Regions from separate parts of the Anser cygnoides genome. Here regions 2 and 3 are each linked to region 1. Evidence: chromatin contacts called from public Hi-C data. All regions are on one chromosome and are shown on one strand. The core of a region is the stretch at or near the end of the contact, and the rest is flanking DNA. Distances in the headings are between cores, read along the strand shown. Region 1 holds the start of ALDH2 (aldehyde dehydrogenase 2 family member). Region 2 holds the start of PPP1CC (protein phosphatase 1 catalytic subunit gamma). Region 3 overlaps CUX2 (cut like homeobox 2).

Evidence for each region. Hi-C and Micro-C count contacts between places; a contact is called where the count stands out from the background.
Region 2: a contact with region 1 is called in a Hi-C map of liver, with 1.7 times the contacts expected there. The contact joins the promoter of PPP1CC here to the promoter of ALDH2 in region 1. A contact is called at or near these places in 2 of 7 Hi-C or Micro-C datasets (both in liver).
Region 3: a contact with region 1 is called in a Hi-C map of liver, with 8 times the contacts expected there. The contact joins the enhancer-like site here to the promoter of ALDH2 in region 1. A contact is called at or near these places in 2 of 7 Hi-C or Micro-C datasets (both in liver).

The regions. Positions count from the first base shown.
Region 1 is chr17:2,299,138-2,304,232 of Taihu_goose_T2T_genome, reverse strand. ALDH2 (aldehyde dehydrogenase 2 family member) reads left to right here and starts at 3,150. Exons shown (of 13, transcript XM_048073999.2): 1 at 3,150-3,327; 2 at 4,160-4,264. The coding sequence starts at 3,193. ACAD10 (acyl-CoA dehydrogenase family member 10) reads left to right here. Exons shown (of 14, transcript XM_066979354.1): 14 at 1,629-2,321. The coding sequence ends at 1,694.
Region 2 is chr17:2,513,497-2,518,591 of Taihu_goose_T2T_genome, reverse strand. It overlaps PPP1CC (protein phosphatase 1 catalytic subunit gamma), which reads right to left and starts at 2,295. Exons shown (of 7, transcript XM_048073788.2): 1 at 2,035-2,295. The coding sequence starts at 2,089.
Region 3 is chr17:2,466,320-2,471,414 of Taihu_goose_T2T_genome, reverse strand. The region is part of intron 2 of CUX2 (cut like homeobox 2); the gene reads left to right. Among named protein-coding and RNA genes, the nearest start is that of CUX2, 14 kb to the left of the region's middle. Within about 2 kb of position 2,359, at least 2 of the 3 cell types and tissues checked have open chromatin away from gene starts, as enhancers often do. A contact at or near this core is called in liver, where this site is marked.

The sequences.
Region 1 (5,095 bases), core at 1,901-4,400:
TGGGTTCTGTCTGGTGTGGTGGCGAGGAGGGAGAAAGCAGCTACCCAAACGACACACCAGGTCGCATCTGGGGTCAGTGGCAGAGAGGAGGGAGTACTGTCAAGTCCCAAACGGTAGAGTTTTAGAGACGCATCTCTTCTTTCTGCCAGCACAAGGCAGGGCAGGCCAAAAAACAGCTACGAGGACGCCTGGGTCCCCTGCCCAGGCTCTGCAAACCCATTTCTCGGTGCTGCTGGTGGACGCGGGGTGGCTCAGTGTGCCTGTGGCTCTGGGCTGGCTCCTGTTCCGAAGGGATTTGCTGGGAGTGGTGTCCTAAGTAATCATTCCCAGTGCGTGTCACGAAGGCAAACATCGCTCTCCTCGAGTTGCCGCCGAGATTGGGCTCTTAAATTGGGCCCTTAACATACTCCAGTGACGTTATCGAGTGCAGTGGGTTGCTTAACTGCCTTTTAACTGCCAAAAAAAAAAAAAAAACAACCGATCCCGTCTGCTGCTGAGCCTTTCAGAAATGTTTCCTTGTGCTCACGCAGCAAAAACCAGCGTGTCAGGGTGCTTAGCAGCTAATCCCGGAGAGAAGCCGGCTGCAGGCAGTTTGGAAGTGCTGAGAGGAGCACATCCCCTCGCCCTTCTTCCAGACGCTCATCTTCAGACCTGGGGGAGAGTCCCCGGGTCTTCAAACACCGGGGCTGCCGCTCCGTCCCTCCTCCGTGCCCTGGGCTTGCGGTGCAGGCACCGTTCCTGGCCTGGGGGAGCAGAGCCCCCTCATCCCTCCGGTCCCTGCCTTCTCCCCGTCCATCGCACCGCTTCTTCCCTTGGCATCGCCCCTGCGCCCTCAGCTGTGGAAGCACGTCGTAAAGCTGGGGGGAGGAGGCCAGGGGTGGGGTCCTGCTGCCTGCAGAGGAAAGATAACGGCAGCGGGGCCTTAAACGGCTGAGCAGGCCCGGCCGAGGGCTGTCGCAGCGCTCCCAGGCTGGGCAAGAGCCAAGGGAAAGGGCCAGCTGGCGCTGCGGGGGCAGGGTTTGTCCCTGCGAGATGGAATTCGGCTGAACGAGGCAGCGCCTGGGCTGATCCTGCCATGCCCTGCACGGGAGCGCTCGGGTCCCAGAGGCTGCCCATGCCCCCAGTTCCCCGGGGAGAGCTTCTCGAGGGGAGCACAGCAGAGCTCAGCCTCTCTCTGAGCAAACACGAGTGCCTCCGGCCGAGGCAGTGGGCCCGCGGCCGCACTGTCACGGCCGGGGAAGGGCCAGGGGAGGACGGAGAAGGACGCAATGTGTCTCGTCTTCTTCCAGCAGGCAGAGTGCCAGAGCCAAAGCGGTGTCTCCGATGCTGACTGGGCAGGCCGCGGATCAGGCTAGCCGGGTGAGCAGGCACGTACACCTCACAGCTCATCCTCCTGTGGCCCAGATAAAGCAGCGGGGGGGGACACCTGCCTTTTGGGGCCGGGAGGAGCGCACCGGGAATGTCACACAGGCATTGCAGCCCGGGGCCAAAGAGCCCAAGGGGAGATTTGTCCTGTTTGCTCTGGGATCCTGGGCGTTCGGAAGGAGCTGAGGCATTTGCTGTCGGGCTTCCCTGGCCCTGCAGTCCCTTACTTGCCCCGCGTGGGCGTGGATCTCGCTCTCACACAGGTCTCTGGAGCAGAACATCGCAGCCGTGCAGACCCCAGCCCAGGCCTGAGCCCCACGCCCAGCTGAAGGTCCCACAAAGATCTGGCCGAAGGTCCCGCGTGCCTCACAGGACAGCAGGCTGCAAACCGGAGCTGAGACGGCGCTGGGGAGCCTTGGGTGTGAGGCTAAACCAGCCCCTCTGGCGTGGGAGGGGTCACGGTATCTGCAGCCTGCGAGCTTTTGAATTTCCGTGGTGTTTGCTGTCATCTGGATCAATAGCTGTGGGGCAAATTCCATCCCTGGGTCATGAGGCTGCAGGCACGAGCCTTGCAGCGGGGAGAGCCGGGCCGGGTTTGGGAATGAAGGAGATGGAGCAGAGCCTCTCGCCTTCAGCACATCCCCAGCACCCCGTGGGTGCTGGGACTCCCGTGGTGGGGGAACTGGGTCAGGTCCTGGAGGACTCTGGCTTCTGGGGAGTCCCTGGAGCTGAGGCCCCTGGAACTGGGAGGAACTGGGAGGAACTGGGAGGACTCCACGGCCCCGGGGCTGCAGTGGGTCTCTCTGGGTTTCCCTGGGGCGATGCAGATCAGCGGGGGGCTTCCAGTGCCCCACACGGAGCAGCAGCAGGGAGGACTGGGGGCTTGTGATCGTGGTGATTCCTGGGCTCTTCACGTGTTCTCTGGTATTAATTCAATATTGAAGTGCTGGGCGTAATTCTTGGCATTCACCGGCTTAACAAGGTCGTCTCTTCGGTATCCTCCGCCCGTTTTGCTCCCACTGGAAACTCCGCTGGGGATGGTGGGATGCGGCGGGGTCCTTGCAGTGATGTGGGTGGCGACGCCTGGCGCTGGCTCCTCCGGCACAGGAGCGCTCTCGCAGCCCAGGCCCGCAAAACCTCGTTATCTCAGCGCCCCTGCTGCCAGGGGAACGAGGGGTGCTGCGGGAGGGCCCCGGGACGGCCGTGCTGGCTGCTCAGCGCCGGGACCGTGGGGCTGCCGGGGAGCCCTGTAACCTGAGCTGCGCCTTCTGGAGCCGCAGGATGAAACCCGACCTCCCGCAGGCGTTCGGCCCCGAAGGAGGGGGGACTCCGGGAGCCTGCAGCCGCCTTGGCGCCTCCGGCCGCCTCGTCCCGCTGGCAAGCGGGATCCCGGGCTGAGCCTCGGAGGCTGGGGCTCCCCGGGGGGCGTCCCCTCGGTGCCCGCGGGGCGAACGCCACGAACGGGGCCGGGTCGGAGGCGCTGAGCCCCCGGGGGGAACGGGCTCGGGGCCGGCACAACCTCGGGGCAGCAGCGGCGCTGCCAGCCTCGGGCTGCCCGTGCGGGCACGCGGGTGGGCGGGGCGAAGCGAGGCGGGGGGCGTGGTTATGAATGGAGGGGGGCGTGGCGATGAGCGGCGGGGGCGTGGTCACGAGCGGCGGGGGCGTGGTTATGAATGGAAGGGAGCGCGGTGATGAATGGCGGGGGCGTGGCGCTAAGCCGCGCGGGGGGCGTGGCCACGCGGAAAGGGGGCGTGGCCACGCGAAAAGGGGCGTGGCGCGGCGGGGGGGGCGTGGCGCGGGTGGCGGCGCCGTGCTGTCGGTGCGGCGATGCTGCGGCTGGCGCTGCGCTCCCCCCGGCTCTGCCGGGGCCCGGCCCGCCCCGGGGCTCCGCTCTCGGCCGCCGCCGCCGCCGCCTCGCCCATCCCCGCTCCCAACCCGCGCCCCGACATCGCCTACAAGAAGGTAGGGCCGGCCCCGGGGGGGGGCGGCGGCAAGGGCTGCGCGGGGCGAGATGGCCGGGGGGATAAGCGGGGGGGCTGTCCCGACGCGGCTCGGGGTGTCACGGTATGGGTGGGGGGTGTCCCGACGCGGGAGGCTGTCACGACGCAGGCGGGTGTCCCGGTATGGCTGGGTGGGTGTCCCGACACGGCTGGGGGCTGTCCCGACGTAGGCGGGTGTCCCGACATGGCTGGGCCGGCGTCCCGACGCGGGTGGGTGGGTGTGTGTCCCGATATGGGTGGGTGATCCGACACGGGCGGCTGTCGCGACGCGGGCCGGGCGCTCCTTCCCCGCGGCCGTGGCCTGGAGCTCGGCGAGAGCGGGACCCGCCCCGGGCCGGCCCCGCTGCCCCGGCCCCGCTGCCCCGGCCCCGCTGCCCCGGCCCCGCTGCCCCGGCCCCGCTGCCCCGGCCCCGGCCGTGCCCGCAGGTCCCCGCAGGCCGCCGGGCTGCCCGACACCCGCTGCCGGGGCGATGCAGCCCCAGCCCCGCGGGTGAAACGGGGCGCGGCGCCGGCGCCCGGGGCGTTTTCCCCCCTCTCCCGAGGCTCCCCGGGGCTTCGGAAGGACCAGGTGAGAGGGGAGCCGCCGCGGTGCGGCTCCTTTTTGTCGGCTGGCGGCTGCTGGGCTGCCTAGGCCAGAAAATCGCCTTCAGATCCGCGTGGTTTTGGAGCCCCCCGCAAGCTGAGTCCCTGGAATTAAACAGCCTGCTAAGCAGCCAGCAAACAAATACAGCTCGTAGCGATTCCTCCTAGGTCTGGCTCCGAGGCGTGACACTGCTTCGCTTTCTTCCTTGCAGATTTTCATAAACAACGAGTGGCACGATGCGGTCAGTAAAAAAACCTTCCCAACTATCAACCCAGCGACAGGAGAAGTTATCTGCCAGGTTGCCGAGGGCGATAAGGTAAATATTCCCTCTGAGATCTGTTTGTTTGCAGCACGCAGGGATTGCGGAGCGGCTGACCTGCACCAATGCTGCGTCCAGTGCTGCTGCTGTCCTGCCCGAGCACTGCTCTCACAAAACCCCCCGGCTTTGCCTCTTCCCAGCGGCAAGCTGGGACTGGAAAGGGTGGGGAGGAACAGACGTGGTGTGGAGTGGAGCCTGTGCTGGGAGGAGCAGCCGTGGGTGGAAGCTGCTGGGCCAGGAGGGGATGAACGCTGAGACCCCTGCTGTGGTGGGAGCGTGACCCAGAGTCATGGCAGGAGTGGAAACAGAAGGCCAGGGTTGCCTGAACGGCCTCCACGTGCTGTGCACGTGTAGTGGGAGACCGTCCCCAGCCCAGGGAAGTAAAAAAAAAAAAAAAAAGAAAAAGGAGGGAGCAGCCATATAATTGCCCTGTGCTTTATGAAAGGCCCTCCTAGGAGTCTGTGGCACAGCAAGGTTTTGTTTCCCAGCAATTTGGGGCTCATCCTCCAGTCTGGAAACTCGCCTGTATTCCCCAGGGGAGGGGTGAGCGAGGGAACCCTTTGTTGTTTGCTTGTCCGTGGCGCAGTGGCTTGTCTTGGCGAGACCATTACAGCAAGGCAGAACAGAAAAAACAACTAAAAGCAAATTAATGTCCCGACTGGACAAAATGAGGGATTAGAGATACTTGATCAAGGAAAAAAGTGCTTTAGAATGTGCTAGTGAAATCAAATCCTGAAAGAGTGTCAAAGCAGACTTCTAAAGCTCTTTCCTTGCCTTGTTCTAGGATGCAAAGATTAACCCAGCAGATGATATTGCAGAAATAGTGTC
Region 2 (5,095 bases), core at 1,046-3,545, 220 kb before region 1:
CCGCACTTCAGAAGTTCAGTCTTGTCACCTACCTACCTGCACCTTAATAATGCCAGGGAAAGGATGAGTCAAATTTTAAAGCACCAGAGAACGGTGCCTGCACGGTAATTCACACAATTCATCACTCCATGCAAAATGCAGCGCTTGCAAAAATGCAGCATTGCTTTGCCCTTTCTGGGGAAAAAAAAAGTAAAAAGACTACCACAAAGGTCAATCATCACTGTCTGAGAAAGAAGTTTAAAATGGACACTTAATAAGCAATACACAAAATACACCCTAGCACAGGCTACTAACATAGGTAATCATTTTAAAAACTGAAAGACGATCATTGCCTCAAGAAATCTGAAATCCCTGCTGAAATGTCAATAAAAAATTAATTTCAGCTCTGGCAGCTGATGCAACCTGAAGTAATAGCATCTTTAGCTACATGACCATCTCTTAAAAGATCTTGTCAGTAAGCCTTCTGAAGCCTGATTTACGAGCTCCCATCTCCTCCAAACGTGTAATACTGCTATAAGCCGGGTAAGACCATAACATATCAACATTGTACCTCTTATTACTTTCTGAAACTTTAAACAAGAATCATCATTCAAAATCACTCGGATTTCTTTCCATGCTTACATTGTGCCATGTCTTTAATATTAGCGACTTACGCTGAGAAAACCGCATGAGTTGCACTAGATCTAATCAGGTACGAAATGTATTATCTGCAGTAAAACTGAGCATGTATTAATAAGGCACCAGACATATGACATATAGGACCTGACACCTACAAAGTGTGCTACTAGAGTTTCAGGAAAATCCTGGTCTAAATTTATGAAGGGAAGCCTTTAAATAATTTAAGCCAGGGTAGTTTAAATTGGTAACAGGCAAACCAAAACGGATCAGAGAAAAAGCCCTACTTACTTTTACTTATTCTAGCTCAGTAATCCCATAATACACCTATTGGATTTTTAATTCCGAGTAATTTCTGTGGTAGCACTACTGTCCCTCTGCCTGTCCTTTTGCTATCCAGGCCATTACACCGAGCAAAATTTTATAAGAAGGAAAAAGTGTAACATAGCTGAAAGACATTTCCTTACTGTTTGCTTCAACATCATCTTAGATGACTTTGTGCCAAATGGAAATAACGTTAAACCCCTGATCAACCTCTTCAAGTGCTTAAGAGATGCCTGCCCCAACACACATGAAATTCGGCTGGATCAGGCTAGCTCCCTTCCCTAAATAATTCCTTCCTTGATGCCTTAAGAAAATGTGTCACCAGCTACTTCCAACACGGATCAGATGACAACTGCAGCCTGGTGCTGACCCCTGCAACCAAAAGGAAGATGCTGAAGACACCCCCTGGAACTTGTAGGTTTCCCTTTGATTTAGGGGCTTCCATGCAATCTTTTTCAACCCTAGGTGCTAACAAGACAATAAGCCCTTCCACGTACTGTCTGCAACAGCATAACCCAACCCTCAATTGAGACCAAAGGAAGCTACCATATGTTACAAACTCAGAGCCCAATGGTAGTATTAACGCAGGAGCTAATCAATGCTAAAGCCACGGCGTCCTAAAGCCCGTGGAATTCCCCTGCAGACTTTCTGAGGAGCTGCCCCGACAGGCTCTTTAAACTCCCCAGCTCCGACTTCCAGAGCCCCACGACTGCCCAGCCAAGCGCAGCCCCCACGTGCGTGCAAGCGAAAAATGGGGGGGAAAAAAAAAAAAAACAGAAAGAAAGGCCAGGAGCATCCTGAAACGCTCCCCCACGACGATAAGGAGCAGCCCCCCGCCAGCTGAAAGGGGAGGCCGGCAGGACCCCGCGATGCTCGGGGGCCGGGGGCAGCGGAGCTCCAGGACCCGTGGGGACCCCCGGGAGGCCTCAGAGCCCCTCGCCCCCCAATTTTGCCCCCCCCCCCAAAACCGCGGTCGTGGCCGAGCGGGGGACCGAGGGGGGCCCCGCCGGAGGCCGCTGCCGGGCGGGCTCGGGGGCCCGGTGCCGGCCGCCCCCCACCTCCTGTCCCCCCCCCGCCGCCGCCGCCGCCCCTCACCCTCCAGCAGCCGTTGGATGATGCTGTCGATGTTGAGCTTGTCTATATCCGCCATCGCCTCGCAGCGGCCCGGCGGACCCCTCCCCGCCGCTCCCCTCCCTCCGCTCGCCGCTCGGCAGGGCCCGGCTCCTCCGCTCGCCCCGTGCCGCCGGTCTCTGCCCGCTCCCCCGCCTTCTTCTCCCCTCTCGGCTCCGAGCCCCCCCCGCCGCCGCCGCCGCCTCCCCCCTCGGCAGAGCCCCGGCGCCCCACAAAATGGCCGCCGTCCCCTCAGCGGGCTCGGCCGGCGCACGGATACGGCGAGCGCGCGGCGGCTCACCGGAAGCCCTTTATAGGCCGGGCGGGAAGAGCGCGGCGGAGGCGGGGCGCGCACTGCGGCTCCGAGCCCGCCCTCGGCGGATCCTTCCGCCGGCGGGCGGGGAAATAGTGCGGGGCTGCAGCCCGTTCCCGGTGCTGTGGGGGCTGCCGTGACCGGCCCGGCCTCGGTCTGTGGGAACCGGGCCGTGGTGGGGAGCTGCAGGCCGTTCTGTGTGTCCCGGTGGAGGGAGGTTGGGGTGTGTCTCCCGTCAGGGCTGCCGCCTCATGGCGCCACGTGCCCGTGACCCATGAGGGGTGCAGGTGCCTACCACGGGCCAGCCGCTCCCCGGCCCTAAAATAGGATGAATGTCACCCAAAACACGCCGGCAGCTGGCATCTCCCCCGGCAGGTGCACCAGCCGACAGCTCTGTGTAACCTCAGACACACGCCTCTCCCCGTCCAACTCCAAAGTGCACACGTACAGCGCTTGGAAATTCATAGGGAGCCTGGCCAGAGAAATTGGCATGCTCCTTCAAGAGCGTCTGGCCATTTTATTTCACGTTTCTGTTATTATTTTGTCCTGAGTGTAGCAAAGGCTTGGCTACAAGCAACTAAATGAGGCTCCTCTCGTAAACTGGAATGCATCTGCAAGGGAGATGGGCTGTGCGGGCCCTTCCCCCTGTTCGGGTTGCATCTCTGATGGACTATTGTTTAATTGCTTTATTTCCTCCTGCTTTGACTTGCAGGGATGGCTGCGTCAACCTCTTCTCCCCTCCCTGCGCCAATTGCTGCCACCGTGCATGCCGGATGCCTCATGGTGACAGTTATATAACATCCATAACCGGCTGCCGTGGCGGCGCCGGAGCAGAGTTCAGGTCCCCGAGGGCGATAACACGAAGGAGTCGCCGTCTCAGCACACCTTAGGTCTGGCGGGAGGAAGGAGATAAGAGGACATGGCCAGACACTACCCGAAACTCAGGGGTTTTGTGCGCTGCAAAACGAAGCTTCGAAACGCCCAACTTCCCCGAGCCAACGCTTATCGTAATGAGCACGCCCCAGCCGATACGCTAATCTCAGTCACGCTGGTGTAAGCCCAAAGTAACCCCGTTGAAGACAATAGAGTTACTTCAGATTTACTTCAACGTGACAGCACTTGCAGATTTACATCTATTTTTGTGCTGCACCTTCCCCGGGAACGGCCTCCCAGCTCTTTTGCGCCGAATGCTTTCTTTCTCTTGCAAATCCTTTCAAATTCTGCAGAGCGAGTTATTCCCTTGGATTTAACTAAATTATTCAAAAGGGGAAATTGGTCCTGTGTTTCCCGAGAAACCTTCCCGTCCTTGTTTCCCTCGCTGGAAATGTCTTACATCTTATCGCGTCCGTCAGCTGTTGCCCCCTCTCCCCTGGCACCCCTCCAGGGATGAGTCCTGCGAGGACCAGAGCACCTTTTGTGGGGTGCTGAGTCCCCTTCACTCCTGTTAACGCTTTGGGAAACAGGGTGGAGGGGGAGAGCTCAGCACCTTCCAGAATGCCACCCAGGACGTTTGCTCCTATAGGTATGGGAATTCACTGGATCATCATACATCTGAAAGGAGGGATCTGGCCCTTCAAACGAAACTGGTCAGGGCAAGGAATGCGTCTCACTTGACGAACCAAATCAAGCAAGGTCCAAAGCACCGCCAGTTCGCGTTAAAAGAGGCATAGCCGAGGGGAAAGGAGGGAAGTGACAGATGAAGGCAGATCTGTCAAGGCCCTGTCATCACCTCGATAACCAACCCGCCTCCCTGCGGCTCCGCGCCCAGGTCCCAGCGCTCGCTGCGAGTGCTTGGTGTCCTGCTCGGAGGGGGCCTGTGGGTTTTGCACACAGTTTTTTTGCGTTTACATTTTTGCTATGTAGACGTAAAAAATAAGGGCCCTTACCTAACAGCGGTAAACTCCGAGACAAGGCTGAGATGTTAAAATGCCACTGCAGAATTATCGTTTTCATAAGCTAATTTTTCTCTGCTGAAAATAACAAGCCTTGCCCCACAGCAGCTTCTCCGATTAGAAAAGGGACACAGCCAAGGTGTTATAAATAACCTGAAACTATTTTCTTCTCCAGTGTTGCTCACCATAATGATTTATTTCTAGAAGGGGAACAATCAGGGAAATCCCTTTGTCCTTAAACTCTGCGCACAGGCTTGAAGCGTTCAATAATTCTGAAGCTCACAGTTCGCATCTCCCCGCCCTTTCTGTGTTTCTCCACAGTTTGTGTTCTAGTTTGCTAAATACATGATGATGTACGATTTATCTTGCTCGCAGCTCTGAGACCTTTGTGTCTTTTCCTCCCTCCCCCCTGAAATTCCACAAATAAATCACAGCTTGGGTAACATTCCTTGGAAGCCTCAGTGTAAAATATCTTTCCCCACTGATCTGTCCTCACTATCTCTTGCGCATGCCACTTTGTTTATTGTACGGTTGCTCATAATCTGGCTATCTATAAAAATATAGATATCATATATATAATACCCACCTACATACAGTAGCAAAATAAGGAGCATTTCATAATTATTCTGTATATACATACCCATAGTACATGCACATGCACATACATATACTATGTGTGTAACATGATGTGGATACCCTATATATACATGCATATACATGTATATATACAGCTAATGATGAAAAGCTCCTTATTTTATTCCTGTATGTAGGTGGATCCTAAGAAATGCAAGTCACCCACGCTTCCCCTTCCTTAGATTACATATTTGCTAAGTCCGTGAAA
Region 3 (5,095 bases), core at 1,110-3,609, 170 kb before region 1:
TTCGGGTGTGTTAGGCACAGCCTCGGGGGACACGCAGGTCGCATTGTGGCAGAAGGCATCTTTTCCTTACCCATCCTTTCCTACCAGCGTGCATTACCTCCGCCTGGAAGGGTTTCTGCATTCGTCCCTTATTTTTGGCTAATAATTACAGAATAACAGAGCCCAGCATCCCTTCCAACACGGAGCAGATGGAGCGTCCTGAGCCTTAGCACGCTTCTGGCTCCGACAGCGCCAGCAGGTCCCGGGGCTGCTACAAGGCTTGTGCGGCACAGCCGCAGCTGCAGAACCACCGTGGGATACGGGATGGGATGTGGGATGTGGGATGTGGGATGCGGGGTGCCACGGCCCCCTCCTCTGCCCTCTGCAAGGGCGAGCTGCTTGGAGAGGCACCGGGGGGTCCCCTTTGGGCTGCACGTCCTTCCCGCTCGGCTGCAAGCCAAGGAGCCGCCGCTTTTAGCGTTACAGCCGGCGTGGGGTTTTTTGGTGACAAATACTCCGTAATGGATAATCCCAGCCCGCTACTTGAAAAAGCCATAAAAGAAAATAGCACGAGTGCTGGCTGCTGAGCCTGCCCGGAGCTGGTTGTTGGCACGCCAGCCGGTAATGCCGCCCGCTGCACGGCCGCAGCGCCGTTCACCCAAAAGTTTTGGGCTGCTGAAGCCTTTGCGGAGGCAAAAGACCCGATCAATTGCCAGCAAAATCTCTGTCTTTCCCCATTTTGTCTCTGAACGGCCACGCTGTCTACAAATGGTGTTGTTTCCTTGCCGTCCCCACGCTGGTTTCTCATTGCAATACCCTATTTTTTTATTTTTTTTTTTTTAAAGCAGCTACAATTGATAATTTAGCTTTGGATAAAGCAACCTCAGAGCTTTTATTTCTCAGAGGCCAAACATTGATGTTGTGTGAAATGGGAGCTTTGAGAAGTCTTTGTATGGAACTTAGCTTCCTGAAAAATTTATTTACTGCGACTGTGATCTGCAGGAGCGAATTGATGTTTATCTATAGTAGTTCTTGCCAGAAAAAAAAAAAAAATGCATAACTGCACTTTCTTCGGAAGCCTTGAAAGGCCTTTTAAATAAGTGTCTAATAGTAGGCTCTCAATAGCAAACAGCCAGCTTGATAGACAGTATACAGTATATTATTAACTATAAGCAGGCTTAATCTTTTTCTCATGTTTTAGAGAATGCTTTATAACCTTGTGGCCAAAGAATTCGTGATCGCCAGGTATTTGAAGCCAAGCAAAATTATACTGGCTGCTACCGCGGGGAGATCGATGCTGCTGGGAAGCGTGCGGGGCCGGGGGCTGCGCTCTGCAGCGTGCTCCTCGCCTTCACTGCTGTGTCTTCCCATGGCATGTCCTGTCCCCAGCAGATGAAGGAAGGTGTCTCTGAGACCCCCCCATGACATTTTGGGGTGCTCGGACATCCTCGGCTCGGTGGTGGCCGCATCCCGGCTGGGCTGGGCTTGCTCCTGGTGCTCGAGCGTGACCCGGCGGCTCCGTCTCCTCTGCTGCGTGGCTGTCACCCAGGGGAAGAAGGAAGGCTCTTTTTCAAAGACCTTGTGACTTTCTTGGCTGCACTGCTTGGGGTTAGGCAGTGTGCCGGAGGTAGGGCTGTTTTCCTGCAGAATGGGGCTCGGGTGATTTTAGTTTTTATTCTCTGTTGCGATCGTCCCGCGGGAGCTCCCCGGGCTCCCCGCGCTGCATCGCCTCTGCCACAGCCCCATGGGGCTGGGGGTGAGAACGTGTCTGGGGAGCAGCTCTAAAATCCAGGCAACAAATCTATCTTAAAAAGAAGAGCCGAGTGAATGATGTGCATATCTGCTGGTTCGAAACCAACCTCCCGAGCTTCCAGAGCTCGAGGTGGGTAGGACCCAATGCGACTCAGGATTTTTACCTTGAGCTCTCCAAACCCTCGTGTTTCCATCAGCAGAGGTCCCCACGGATAATCCTCCAGCTTCCTCCTTGCGCTCTTTTCCATTTTCCTGGCAAAAGCATAAACGGTTTCCTTTGGCTTTCCTGCCTTCTGTTTTGTTTGCTGTGAAATTTGGGGTTGAGCAGCAGCCGGAGTGGCGCAGGGTGCCGTCGGATCGGGCACACACTCGCTCTGGCTGCCCGCCCGAGCTTCCCATCGATTTATTGACCGCCTGCAGCCGCCTCAGAGGGCAGGATTTGGCCCAGGGGCCCAGGTGGCAGCGAGATGGGTCATCTGTGCCAGTCCTCGCCTGCTCGTGTCCCCCAGCCCAGCTGCAGGCAGGGTTCCCCCAGGCGAGGGGCAGCCGGAGCGGAGCTGCCCAGGAGCGCTCCCTCGCAGCCGTGTTTTTCTGCCTTTCCTCTATCGGATCCTGGGAGCGTTGGCCGGGAGTCAGGGGATCGATAGATGGTTAAGGTGATAAGTGGCTTTGCTAAAAACCAATTTTGCAGGGGGAGTTTGCAGGGAGGAGAGCGCAGAGGCTCTGCAGCCGCACCCCAGAGACTGGGGCAGGAGCTGTCCCCGTCCCCGTCCCCATCCCCGACCCCGACCCCGTTCCTATCCCCATCCCCACATGCAGCTCTCCTGCCCCAGCCAGACCCCACTGTGCCACTTTCCTCCTCCTCGTCAAAGTCCCAAATGGTCGAGCCTGAGGAATACGGTTCATTTTGGGTGCTAGCCAGTGAGTTTGGGAAAATCAGCAGTGAATGTGCCGGAGGCCGCTACGCAATTAAACGGTTAAACGAGCAGCGCTCGCTCAGTGGATAACTCACAGCCAGGCTCGGAGCCGGTGGCCCTGGTGGCATTAGGGTGGCAGCATTGACACGGGTGGGACTGGTGGGAGAGCACAGCGTGGGGACACCAGTGCTGCCTCCAGGCATTCCTGGTCCTATGTCCCCATCCCTGGTCCCACGTCACCGTCCCTGGTCCCACGTCACCGTCCCTGGTCCCACGTCACCTTCCCATCTTTGACCCCCAGCAGCCACTACATGGGTTTGTCAGGGCAGATGGAGGTGATGACATTGGAGATCTTCCTTTCTAGCTAAATTTTGCAAATCTTTTTGCTCCGTGGGCATGTCGGTGCCACCTCCCCTGGACGTGGTGGCGATGGCAGGGCTGGGTCCCTGCGTCCTCGCCCCAGCGGCTCTGCTGGGAGCCCCGGCAGCACCCGGCTGCTGCTCTGGGTTCGTACAGGTGGGATGTCTCAGCGCTTCCAAAAAATGGCATGTTTTTATTTTTTTATTAAACTTTTGGGATTTTCGTTTCAAATTCTGTTTTCTTGGCTTTCGCATTTGTTTTTGTGCCATTCCTCTTTACTGCAGTGCTCCGTTGCGCACCAGCAGCTACAACGCCCCGCGGCCGCGTTGCAAACTCTAGCTAGAACCACCTTATTATTTTATTTTTTTTAATCATAGGGGGAGGCCATTTGTGGATGCTGATTGATTGAAACATCTTATCTCCCGTAGTCAAAGTGTCTCCGGTTGGCGCTGTAATGAAATAGTTTGACGCTTTGACACAAGTGTCAAACACTTTTCCGACAGCACAAACAGCAGAGGCTTTGATCGAGGTGTCAAACCGTTTCCATTACCACAAGCAGCCACCCCTTTGATCTGGGGAAGGAGATAAGGGGTTTCAATCAGGACTAAGTAGCAGCTGCTCTTAACGATTTTAAAAATAAGAAAATATGCAATAATTGAATAGTTAAGCTATTATGTCATGTTATAAAGTAGTCCTCGTGCCGTGGAGCGAAATAATGTAGGCGTAATACTAATGGCAGGAACGATAAACATGAGCTGCTAAACTAAAAAAAATAATGATAAAAAAAGAATGTTTTCTTCTGGGAGGTGTTCAGAATTGGTTTTCCCAGTATTTCAAGCGAGGACATCTTCAGAAATGCCTTTTTCTGGAGGAAATGAATCCTGTTTTTCACGGCTGTGGCATTCTCGGTGAAAGAAGACGCGCAGCGTGGGGGGAGCCGCGGGAGGTGCCGGGGCTGCGTGGGGCCATTTCTTTCCCAATTTGAGTAAAAATGGATCAAATTCCTCCCTGGTGTAGCTACGTTGGCATTAGGCAGGCTGGCGGCAGGTGAATTTGGGCCGAGTGTGTCCAACTAAAAGCCAGAGCACCTGTCTGAGCGCCAGCTTCATAAGCAAACGCCGCATGAGCAGCTGAAGAGAATTTACGTGACACACCAAAATTAGCAGGTTACGGCAAATAATCAGGTTTCTGCACCTCCTCCTCTTCCCCCTCCTCTGCATGGACGTTGTCTCTCTATGTTGGTCTTCTCGCTTTGGAAATTTTGCTGTTAGTGGCTGTTTTAGAAAGATTTTCCCTGCAGACATCTGTCCCCCAGGTGTCCCAGCAGTGGGGCGCGGGACGTGCCGTGGGGAGCGCCGTGTCCCCTGTCCCTGTCCCAGTCCCTGTCCCCCCATGGGATGCAGGGGATGTTGAGCCCCCTGCCGCAAGTACTGCACTGGGAGATGATGGGGCCTGGGGCTTGATCTCAGCCAGGACACGCGGCTCCTTCTCACGGCAAATTGCAGCGGCGGCGCCGGTCGAGGAATGCAAAATCCGACCAGCTCGAAAGGCAGCGCGTGGGAGATGGTATCTGTCGGCAGAGCAAGTCACCGAATTTAATACAAGGAGGCTCTGAGAGCTGCACGGGCTGCATCAGAGCGCGGCGAGCCTGCGCTGGAGATTAAACCTCACATTTCATTTTTACACACTGCGCTTAATCCAATAATGATCCCGCGTTACAAACGGCAATAATATCTTTCAGCATAGTTAATCAGAATAGACTTAATGCTGTCACTATTTATTAACCTTTGTTGAAAAGCAAGAAGTTTCCGTACTAATCTGTGATTGTTGCTCTTGTCAGGCTCCATCAAGTGCAAACCAGCTTTGGCATTCGTTGCGGCGGGGGGGACTCGGCGCCGAGCGAGACGCGAAGCCCTCGTCCCTGGGATGGTGGGGACACCGGGGGGGGGGAGCTCCCAAAATCCACCCTCGGGGGTCTCTTCCCACATCCCACTGCCGGTTCCTTGTTGGCAGGGCTGAGGGCACACACGGAGGGGTTTCGCCATCCCGTATTCTCCCGCTTGCCTCCCGTCGCAGCGTCCAGCCTG